Regions from separate parts of the Ovis aries genome. Here region 1 is linked to region 2. The links are chromatin contacts, called in public Hi-C maps. All regions are on one chromosome and are shown on one strand. Each heading gives the region's core, a stretch centred on a gene start, on an enhancer-like site or on the middle of the called end of the contact. The rest is flanking DNA. Distances are from core to core; before and after follow the strand shown. Region 1 holds the start of LOC101116334 (large ribosomal subunit protein eL8-like). Region 2 overlaps LOC101116334 (large ribosomal subunit protein eL8-like).

Region 1 (4,270 bases), core at 729-3,228, 43 kb after region 2:
GGTTGGTGCATTTCCAAGGCAGACTTCATTTTAAACACACGTGGCAACAATGTCAGAGCTTAGATGGGGTAGGAAATGCAGCCCTCTTCCTGCAGGAAGGCCAACAGAGCTGCGAGCTTCCTAGATAGAACTCCTGAGCCTAGGCCCACCTGCCTAATGAGATGCCTGTAGAGGCAAACCGCAGCTGTTTCTGCCTCTCTTTGGTGCTGTCAGATGACTCTAAGCAGTTTAGTTGTCTTCATATACCTTAAGCTTTAAACTAAGAGTTGGGGGGGAGGGCGGGGGGCGTCCCTGGTAGCCTAATGGTTAGGGTTCTGGCTTTCACTGCCAGAACCCATGGGCCTGGGTTAAATCCCTGGTTGGGGAACTGAGATCCTGCAAGTTGCTCTCGGTGGCCTAAAAAAACTTGGTTTAGGGGAGGCCCTGAGCCGCGCAAAAGTCAGCCACAGGTGAAGTCAATCTAATCCAAATAACTAACACCATCAAACGGAATCCAGGCTTAGAGCTTGTACCACTGACTCTGCAGTCACCAATCCACAACGCCTCTGGAGGGGCAGCCTTTGGGATAGGAACTGGGACTAGCAAACGAACGGTACCCTTTGGAGCGAGCGGGACAGACTCTCGGTGCTGGAAACCTCTTTGAGCCCGTTTCCCCAACTTAACGGTAGAAGTCATCTTTCTGCGGGAGGCTTAAAGTGAATGGTGACGATCCTTCCTAAGTGGACATAAGAGTCTCAGAAGGCCTTTCCCTACTTCAGCAGGGAGTGGCGGCAGATAAGAAAACTTGAAATCTATCCATAGATTACGGCGGGATACGGTTTCACACCAGAGCGGAGCGCCCCGGGTTTCTCCTGGGCAGCACCTCCTCTGGCGTCCTGCTCTCGGGAAACGTCTGTCGCACAAGGGAGATGCTGCCCCAGCCATCCCAAGGACAGGCTTGTGCCTAAGTCTGCGGTTTGCACGCAGTGACCACAACCTCGGGGGAGGACAGGAGCTCTCCTCTTTCTCCCCGCCGTCCTCTCCCCCCGGCGGAACTTCCAATTACAACAAACCGTCAGGACTGCACAGGAGCTGTAATGCGGACGCCAGAAGCGCTTAACCCCGCACCTGACCCAGATTGCGGCCTGAACTGGAGCCGCCGGGTCGCTCCCTCACAGTAATGCAATTACCGCCTTCTGGAGCTCCCCTCAGGGTACCGGGGGGCGGCCGCTGTCACCCCGGGACTAAACCCCTCCCTTCCGGGAGCCCGCGCGGAGGGGCGTGGCCCGGCGGGCTGGCAGGGCGCGCGGCGCCGGCACTTCCCACCGCTGGGGCGCGACCCAGGGACCCCGAGGAAGGCGCCCGGGGGCCGCTGCTGCCTCGCCCTCCGCCCAGGCGGTGAAACTGGGAGGCCGGCAGTGTCGCAGCTCTGGGCACACGCTTGCCCCTCCCCGGGCCGCCCCTTCCCCGCCCCTCCTCCCCGCCTAACGGGCCGCCCCGCTAACTTCCCGAAACTCCGCGGAGGGGAAGCCTGAGCCGGCCGGTGCCGCGGGGCGGCGCGCGCCCGGGCGCGCCGGGGACGGAAGTGGGTGGGAGCGGCGGCCGCGCCGCGCCTTTGTTGTTGCTCCGGGACCCCGCGGGCCCCCGCCCCCGGGAGCGCCCCATCGCGGCGGTCCGGAGATCAGCCTCCGCCAGCAGGACCGCCCCAAGCCCAAGTCCAACTAACCTCACCTCCTGCCCCCGGGGGAGGGCGCGCCGCGGAGCGTCCTTCTGTCTGCCCGCCGAAGCTCTGTGCAGCTGATCCCTGCCCTCGGCCACCGTGCGGAGGGACGCTCCTCACCTTCTTTCCGAGCCTACCCCAGACCTCCCGGGGCACAGCTGCCGCTCCTGGCCCGACAGCCGCTGGGCAGCCCGGACTCTCGACAGCGCCGCGGCCACTCCCTGCCTGCTTTCCCAGAGGACCGGGTCCCCCTCCCGGGATGATTCACAGCTCCTCACCTGGAGCCTCACTCGAGTGCCCTCCCTCCTCCGGCCGGCGCGGCGATCGGGAGCGGGCGCCCTCTGCCGGGCCACCGGCCAGAGCTTCCCCGGGCTGGAGCGGGTCGGGAACATGGAGCCCGGCCGAGCGCAGGGACTCCCGCGCCTCCCACCGCGGCCACCCACGAGCGTAGGGGCCAGCGCGCCGGCACTGTCCTGGGCCGTTATGCGCAAGCTGGGCCCGACCCCGGCCCAAGAAGACCAGGGCTGTCCCTGTGCCCCGGGGCCACTGCGCGCCCCACTCGCGGGCCGGCCGGTCCAGCCCTGCTCCCCGGAGGCGTCCTCAGGAACCCACCATTAACCGCGTGAGCAAGACGAGTTTTAAAAAGCCCTGGAAAGTCAGTTTTACTGTGTCAAACAAAGTTTGGGTCTTGATTCTCAGTAGCCCTCTTCTGCCCGAATTGAAAGGGCCGGAGGAGAGGGTAGTGGCTTTATCACACCCCCGGGTCCTAGGACTCGGAAGACGCTTGGGGCAGCTTCAGGGACAGTCGCAGTCCCGGGGGAGCCCAAGGTCGGCCGGCGTGTCGCTCCCCAGCCAGGGGGGAGTGGCTGGCCAATGACTCGCTCTTTCGCCCAAGTAAACACACTTCCAGCAGGTGAGCCTATCCGTCTCCCCCTAGCCCAGATACCGGGTACAACTTTAGAGGGGGGCCAAGAGGAGCCGAGAGTACACCCACGCGCGAGGGTCCGCGTCCCCAGCCCCGCGGGTTCACCCGCGCGCCCGGACTTCCCGCACTTACCTAGCCGGCGCGCTCGCCCACCTGCCTGCCGGCCGGCGGCGCAGAACTCCCCGCGGCGATGAGGGTGGCGGGGGCGTGGAACACTGGTCCTTGCGCGAGCTGGCTCTCGGCGAGGGGCTCAAGAGGGTCTGTCCGGAGCTCCGTCGCCACAGCTGCCAGAGCAGACGAGTTGCGAGGAGGGTCAGGGCCCAGCTAGCGCCTCCTTCCCAGAGAGCGGGCGCGCGAGTCCCGGAGCGGCGGGCGGGCGCCGGGTATTAATTGTAGGGCCCCCGGGTGTCGGCCGCCGGGCGCTCTGAGTGGCTCGGACCGCGCGCCAGGCCAGCGGGGCCCGGGCGACCCACCCCCTAGGCGCGCGCCCGCGCCTGCTGGGGAACGCGCGCGCACGCGTCCGGCGGCTCCGGGCCCCAGGGCTCGCCTTGCTCCTGGGGCTCCAGACCTGCGGCCGCTCTGAGGCCGGAGGGGCGCCACCGACCTTAGAGACCCGGAACTGGAGCTCCGAGGGTCCAGTCGATCCAGGGATAAAACCCAGCAAGGTGTGCGAACTTTGTAGTCACAGGCGCTCCGGGCCCGTTGTCAAAGAGACCATCCTGGCCCCTCCAGTCACAACTGTGAAAATCACGTCACCCTCCGACCTGCGGGTCTAGACGGAAGACCTTTCCTGTCTCCGCTCCCCCGCCCCCCCAAGTGGTTCTCATACTTAACTTTCGCTGATCAGAATCCTCCGCCCACCTCCACCTGAGATTTGTTGAAACACTTGTCGCGAAGCCCCGCCCCACTTTCGGATGCTTTACATCTGCCAGGGAGGAGAACTTGGCGTTTCTAACAAGTTCCCAGGTGATGCTGAGGCAGTTGCGAAGATTAAACGAGTTAATAAAGTTCGTGGAGTAGTTGGTAATCTGCAAAGCAGTAGGTAAATTTAGATTTGTGAAATCCACACTTGCTATTCGTCTGTTTCACTAGCTCGCGCTGGCATGTGATTTCCATCCAGCCCCTGCTGCTGTTCCTGTGAGTGTTAGACTCTTTTCTTCTTGAGTAGGAGGAACACCACAACACCAAGTTATGCACAGCAGCCCCCATCAAAAGAGTGAAAGGTGAGTGTGTTATTGATAGTTTTCTAGGGCTGCCTAGTAACTACCACAGGCCATGCGGCCTGGGCCACAGAAACTAATCTTTTCACAGATCTGGAGGCTGGAAATCCAAGATCAGGTGTCAGGAGGATTGGTTTCTCCTGAGGACTCTCTACTCGGTTTGAGGGTAGCGGTCCTCCTGTGCTTGGCATGGTCTTTTTTCTATCTGTGTCTGTGTCCTGATCTCCTCTTTTAAAGACACCAGTCATAGTAGATGACAGCCCACCCATGAGACCTCATTTTAAGTAAGTTACCTCTTTATAGACCCTGCCTCCAAACACAGTCACAGGCTGAAATGCTGGGAGTTAGCACTTCAGCAGATGAATTTGGCAAGGGGCGGGGGAATACAACTCAGTCCATAACAACAGTGAGCTTCACTGCCCCTAA
Region 2 (4,285 bases), core at 1,716-4,215:
TCACGTCAGAGGACCCTTGTGATTACATAGGACCCACCTGGACCATCAGGATAACCTCCCCATTTCAAGGCCAGATGAGACCTTTCTATTTGCCATGTAACCTAACATATCCAGAGCCTCTGTGAATTAGGATGTGAACCATGATTCTTTGGGGAGTCACAATTCTCCCTACCACACATAACTTTGTAGCAATCAGTTCAGTAAGCCCAGGTCACATCCATGACCCACAGTAGAACCTGAAATACCAGGACCCCTAGAAACCAGCCCTCCAACTTACTAGAATGTTACTCCTATCCATGCAGTCCCCTGACGCCTCCCAGAGGCACACCGCCTCTGTTCCCCAACCAGTCCCACCATGGTTGGCATTTCTTATTCATCAAACCATGTTCTAGTCATGCCCTCAACTCTTCTAAGAATAAAACTAATTTTTCCTCCACTGTTCCCCCTCCAGGTGAAGGGAAAACCATGCCTTTTCCTCCATCCTTCTATTCTCATGATGGATAAAACAGCCCTGCCCTAGTGTTACACAAAGATTTGTTATAGTAAAGATTTACTCATCTCCATCCTGTTGTTGTGTTACTCCCTGTGTTACAGAAACACACATATCATCAGTCAAAGTTCAAATAATAAGGGTAGGCATGTGTGTGTGTGTGTGTATGTGTGATACAAACTCATTGAGAGCGAAGACTGTTTAACTTGTTAAATACAGATACTTAGGAAATAGTACAGTCAGCTTACCTCCAATCCTAAGGACTTACTAAGTAGTCTTGGGCCATGACAATAAACTAAGACATGCTTCTGAGACTATACTCAGAGTATCAGAGATATTTCCTCTTGTCTAAAGTAAGTGGAGAGAAGAGGCAGGGGGGCTGGCTCTGGCAGGGCAGGGAGGGTGACCCTGGGCCCTGAGATGTCCTCTTCGGCAACCAGAGCAGCTGGTTATGGAACACTGAGCTGGATCCTGGTGGGGGAGATTAGAGCCAGCCCTTCTGTTTTTGACAACGGCCTTTGGCCACAACTAGGGCTCCTGTTCAGCTAGCATCTGCTATGATGCAACACCCATGTGGCTGCATGGAGCGTATTTTCTAAGTCTCTTCTCCTACTGGCACTCGGTTATGATCCTTGGGTATTGGAAGCATCTCTTGAGAACCAGCCCTACTCACTTATACAAGAGTTCACCCTAGGTCATCAGAAGCCATCTGTCCACCAAACTAAAGATCACTCACCTTAGAACTTTTCAAATCAAAGGTTTCTAAAATACCTTGATCAACTGGGTATTGAAAACTGCTATTTAATCATTTTTAAAATCTCTAATAAAAAAATGGAAACTTAGGAAAGAGACTGAATCATTTTGACTCCCTCTGTGAAGGCTTCCCAGGTGCCACAGAGGTCAAGGATCTGCCTGCCAATGTAAGAGACACAAGAGGCATGAGTCTGATGCCTGGATAGATTGGGAAGATCCCCTGGAGTAGGAAATGGCACCCCACTCCAGTGTTCTTGCCTGGAAAATCCCATGGACAGAGTAGCCTCGTGGGCTACAGTCCATGGGGTCATAGAGTCGGACACGACTGAGCTCAGTGCACACACCCACTCTGAGTGTCCTGGACGCCCACTGTTCCGTTCCACACATTCTCCCTCCCCACTCAGCTCAGCAGCTACCCCCAACCCATGAACGCAGATGCCAAAAAGATGTATTTTCCCTCCAAGTAACACTTCTAGGTACAAGACGTGAAAACTACAGGAATGTTTCCATTTCTCTTGTGAGCCTAGGTCTTTCTGTGAAGGCTTCCCAAGTGGGGCCATCACCTCTCATATAGGTTGACATGGGACTACCGGGTGGGGCTGGAGGCCTGCATCCGAGGAGCTGACTATACTAAGCTGAGACTAGATGTCAGCCCTGGGGCCACAGCCAAAGGGTCAGATTACCACAAGTGCCCTGTGTATCCCGGGAGGGTGAGGGAGCCCAGTGCGAGATGGGCAAAGGGAGGGAGTGACAAGGTGGTCACAGCTCAGGGTGCTGATTCCCCCAGTGTGACTGGCATCACCTGCTGGGCTTGCTTTCCTGGGGCTGGAGGTGAGGGCAGCAGGGGCTCTGCAGGGCTGCAACCAGGTGGGCTTCTGGGACGTGGAGGCGGGGCAGGGACTAGGACTTGATAAGGGAGGCTGGGAAGGGATGACCCTGGGGGAACGGAATAGGAGAGCATGGAGCAACTAGAGAGCAAGGCTCAGGGCGCACAAAGCAGAGAAGGAGGAGAAGTTGGCAGCAATTACATGACACCGAGTGAGAGCTTCATAAATACTTGGTGATGACGAGAGTGACTCCAGCCACCTCTGCACAGAGCCTGACAGGGAAAGGCTTGACAGTTTCTCAAGTGTCAGCCAGGGGCTGTGTGTGTGTGTGTCTGTGTGTGTGTGTGTGTGTGTGAGAGAGACAAGGAGGAGATGACGATGATGATGAGCAAGAAGAAAGAGAAGCGCACAGGGAAGGAGGACAGGAGCAGAAATCCAGGTTATGACATTAATATCTCATAATCGTCTCAAAGTTACTCATCAGCTGACCAGAAGGCAACTCTTACTGTGCCTTACAGCCTAAGTCTTGTACCTACAATGTCCTTTCCAGATAAACTCTCTTGGCACAGAGGTTCTGAGAAAGTTGGCTTCCCGCTCTCCTCCTTATGATTGTGGGGTTGGGTGGGAGGGGAGAAAAAGCCATAACCAACCAGAATTGACCCTCAGGGCAACCACTCAAAGATGTTATTAGATCATCGGAATTAGATTTGACTTTCCATAGACCTAACTCCTTATCTGCTACAAATCACATCCCACGCCTTGCAATGCAGCCTCTGTCTGTCCTCTTTTAAGTATCTGAACAGAGGCAGGGCTTGGTCTGGGCCATCTTAACCCTCCCATCAGGGACAGATACTCTGCCGCCACGTGACTTAACCACAGGCTTCCTCTTAGACCCGACCAGAAGGGAAGACCCGACCAGAAGGGAAGCACACGCCCTTCCTGCCTCCACGTCTCCCACCAGCCATGGCCCATCCATCACAGATGCTTCCTGGGAGGGGCTGGTCCCACCACAGATGCCAGAGCTGTCCTGTGGCGGCTGCTTCCCTTCCATGTCACACCTGTAAGCACCCAGGAAATGCCTTCAATAGTTGACAGTTTAACCTAAGATCGCCAAGGTGGTGACAACATAGCACACCCCATCCCCAGCCCCTCTGAGGGACCAGGTATGGGTGATCACACCCCACAGACCAGTGGTCAGTGAGTAGGCCAGCCGCTGTGTCAGTCCAGCAAGAAGTTCATGGATGAAGGGACGGGTCCTGAGCCTAAGGAATCTGGGTCAGAAAGACGCATTCGCCACCTCATTTACCCCAGTAAACATTTATCACGCACCTTCCACATACCAGACACCGTTCCAGGCGCCTGACATCAAGTAGAAAACAAAACAGAAAGAAATCCTTTGCCTCCTGGAGTTAACAGTCTAGTATTATGGGGTTGCACAGAGTCGGACATGACTGAAATGACTCAGCAGCAGCAGCGGTAAGTGGGGAAATGCCTCTTTCCACATAATTAATGTGAGCAATGGCACAAGACAAGGACCCAGCAATGCTCGTGCAGAAAGGAGGAGGAGAAAACACTTCTTGCTGGAGTAAGGGAGGCTTGAGGAGGAAACAGGAGATGACTTTGTTAAAACACAATAAATATGCCTTCAGAGGCTCAAATATATAGAAGTTTTCAGGAAAGATGATCCTACTGGGCTTTCTCTCATGTATTAACGACTACTCCTCCACCACCTCCAAGGACAGGTCAATGGGGCTACGGGAGCAGGAGGCAGACACCAGGGGTTCAAGGGTGGCAGGGCAGGTGGGGTTCAAAAGTCATGTTCAGACCCTCATAACAGTCAGATGTATAATTAACTCATATAATCTCCCTCACGGCCCAGCAAAACCTACATACCCACTTCAGACAGCTTACTATCAGCTTTTATCACTGTCCCCCTCTGTTGATCCCAATGGTCAATTACCCTGATTCACGGTGTGCTTTGTCTGTGCCCACCTGCTGTCAAGGGCCCTCTGGGACCCCACCCTGCACCCACTGAAGCCCATATCACATGGAAAAATGCCCACAGAGTCATTCTCTCCCTGGACAGCTTTTCTGGAAATATACTCGAGAATCAGAGTCACCTTTCAGCAGATGTGCAACAATCTAGTTGAATATCTTGGCTTAATATTTTAAATGTGTGAATTAAACACACACACAACTTTGCTTCCTTTGGGCC

The links. Hi-C and Micro-C count contacts between places; a contact is called where the count stands out from the background.
Region 1: a contact with region 2 is called in a Hi-C map of muscle, with 1.8 times the contacts expected there. The contact joins the promoter of LOC101116334 here to the enhancer-like site in region 2. A contact is called at or near these places in 3 of 16 Hi-C or Micro-C datasets (blood and muscle).

The regions. Positions count from the first base shown.
Region 1 is chr13:34,206,279-34,210,548 of ARS-UI_Ramb_v3.0, forward strand. It overlaps LOC101116334 (large ribosomal subunit protein eL8-like), which reads right to left and starts at 1,979. Exons shown (of 4, transcript XR_009596050.1): 1 at 1,706-1,979.
Region 2 is chr13:34,162,771-34,167,055 of ARS-UI_Ramb_v3.0, forward strand. All of the region lies in intron 2 of LOC101116334 (large ribosomal subunit protein eL8-like), which reads right to left. Among named protein-coding and RNA genes, the nearest start is that of SVIL, 33 kb to the left of the region's middle. Within about 2 kb of position 2,966, at least 11 of the 54 cell types and tissues checked have an H3K27ac peak or open chromatin away from gene starts, as enhancers often do. A contact at or near this core is called in muscle, where this site is marked.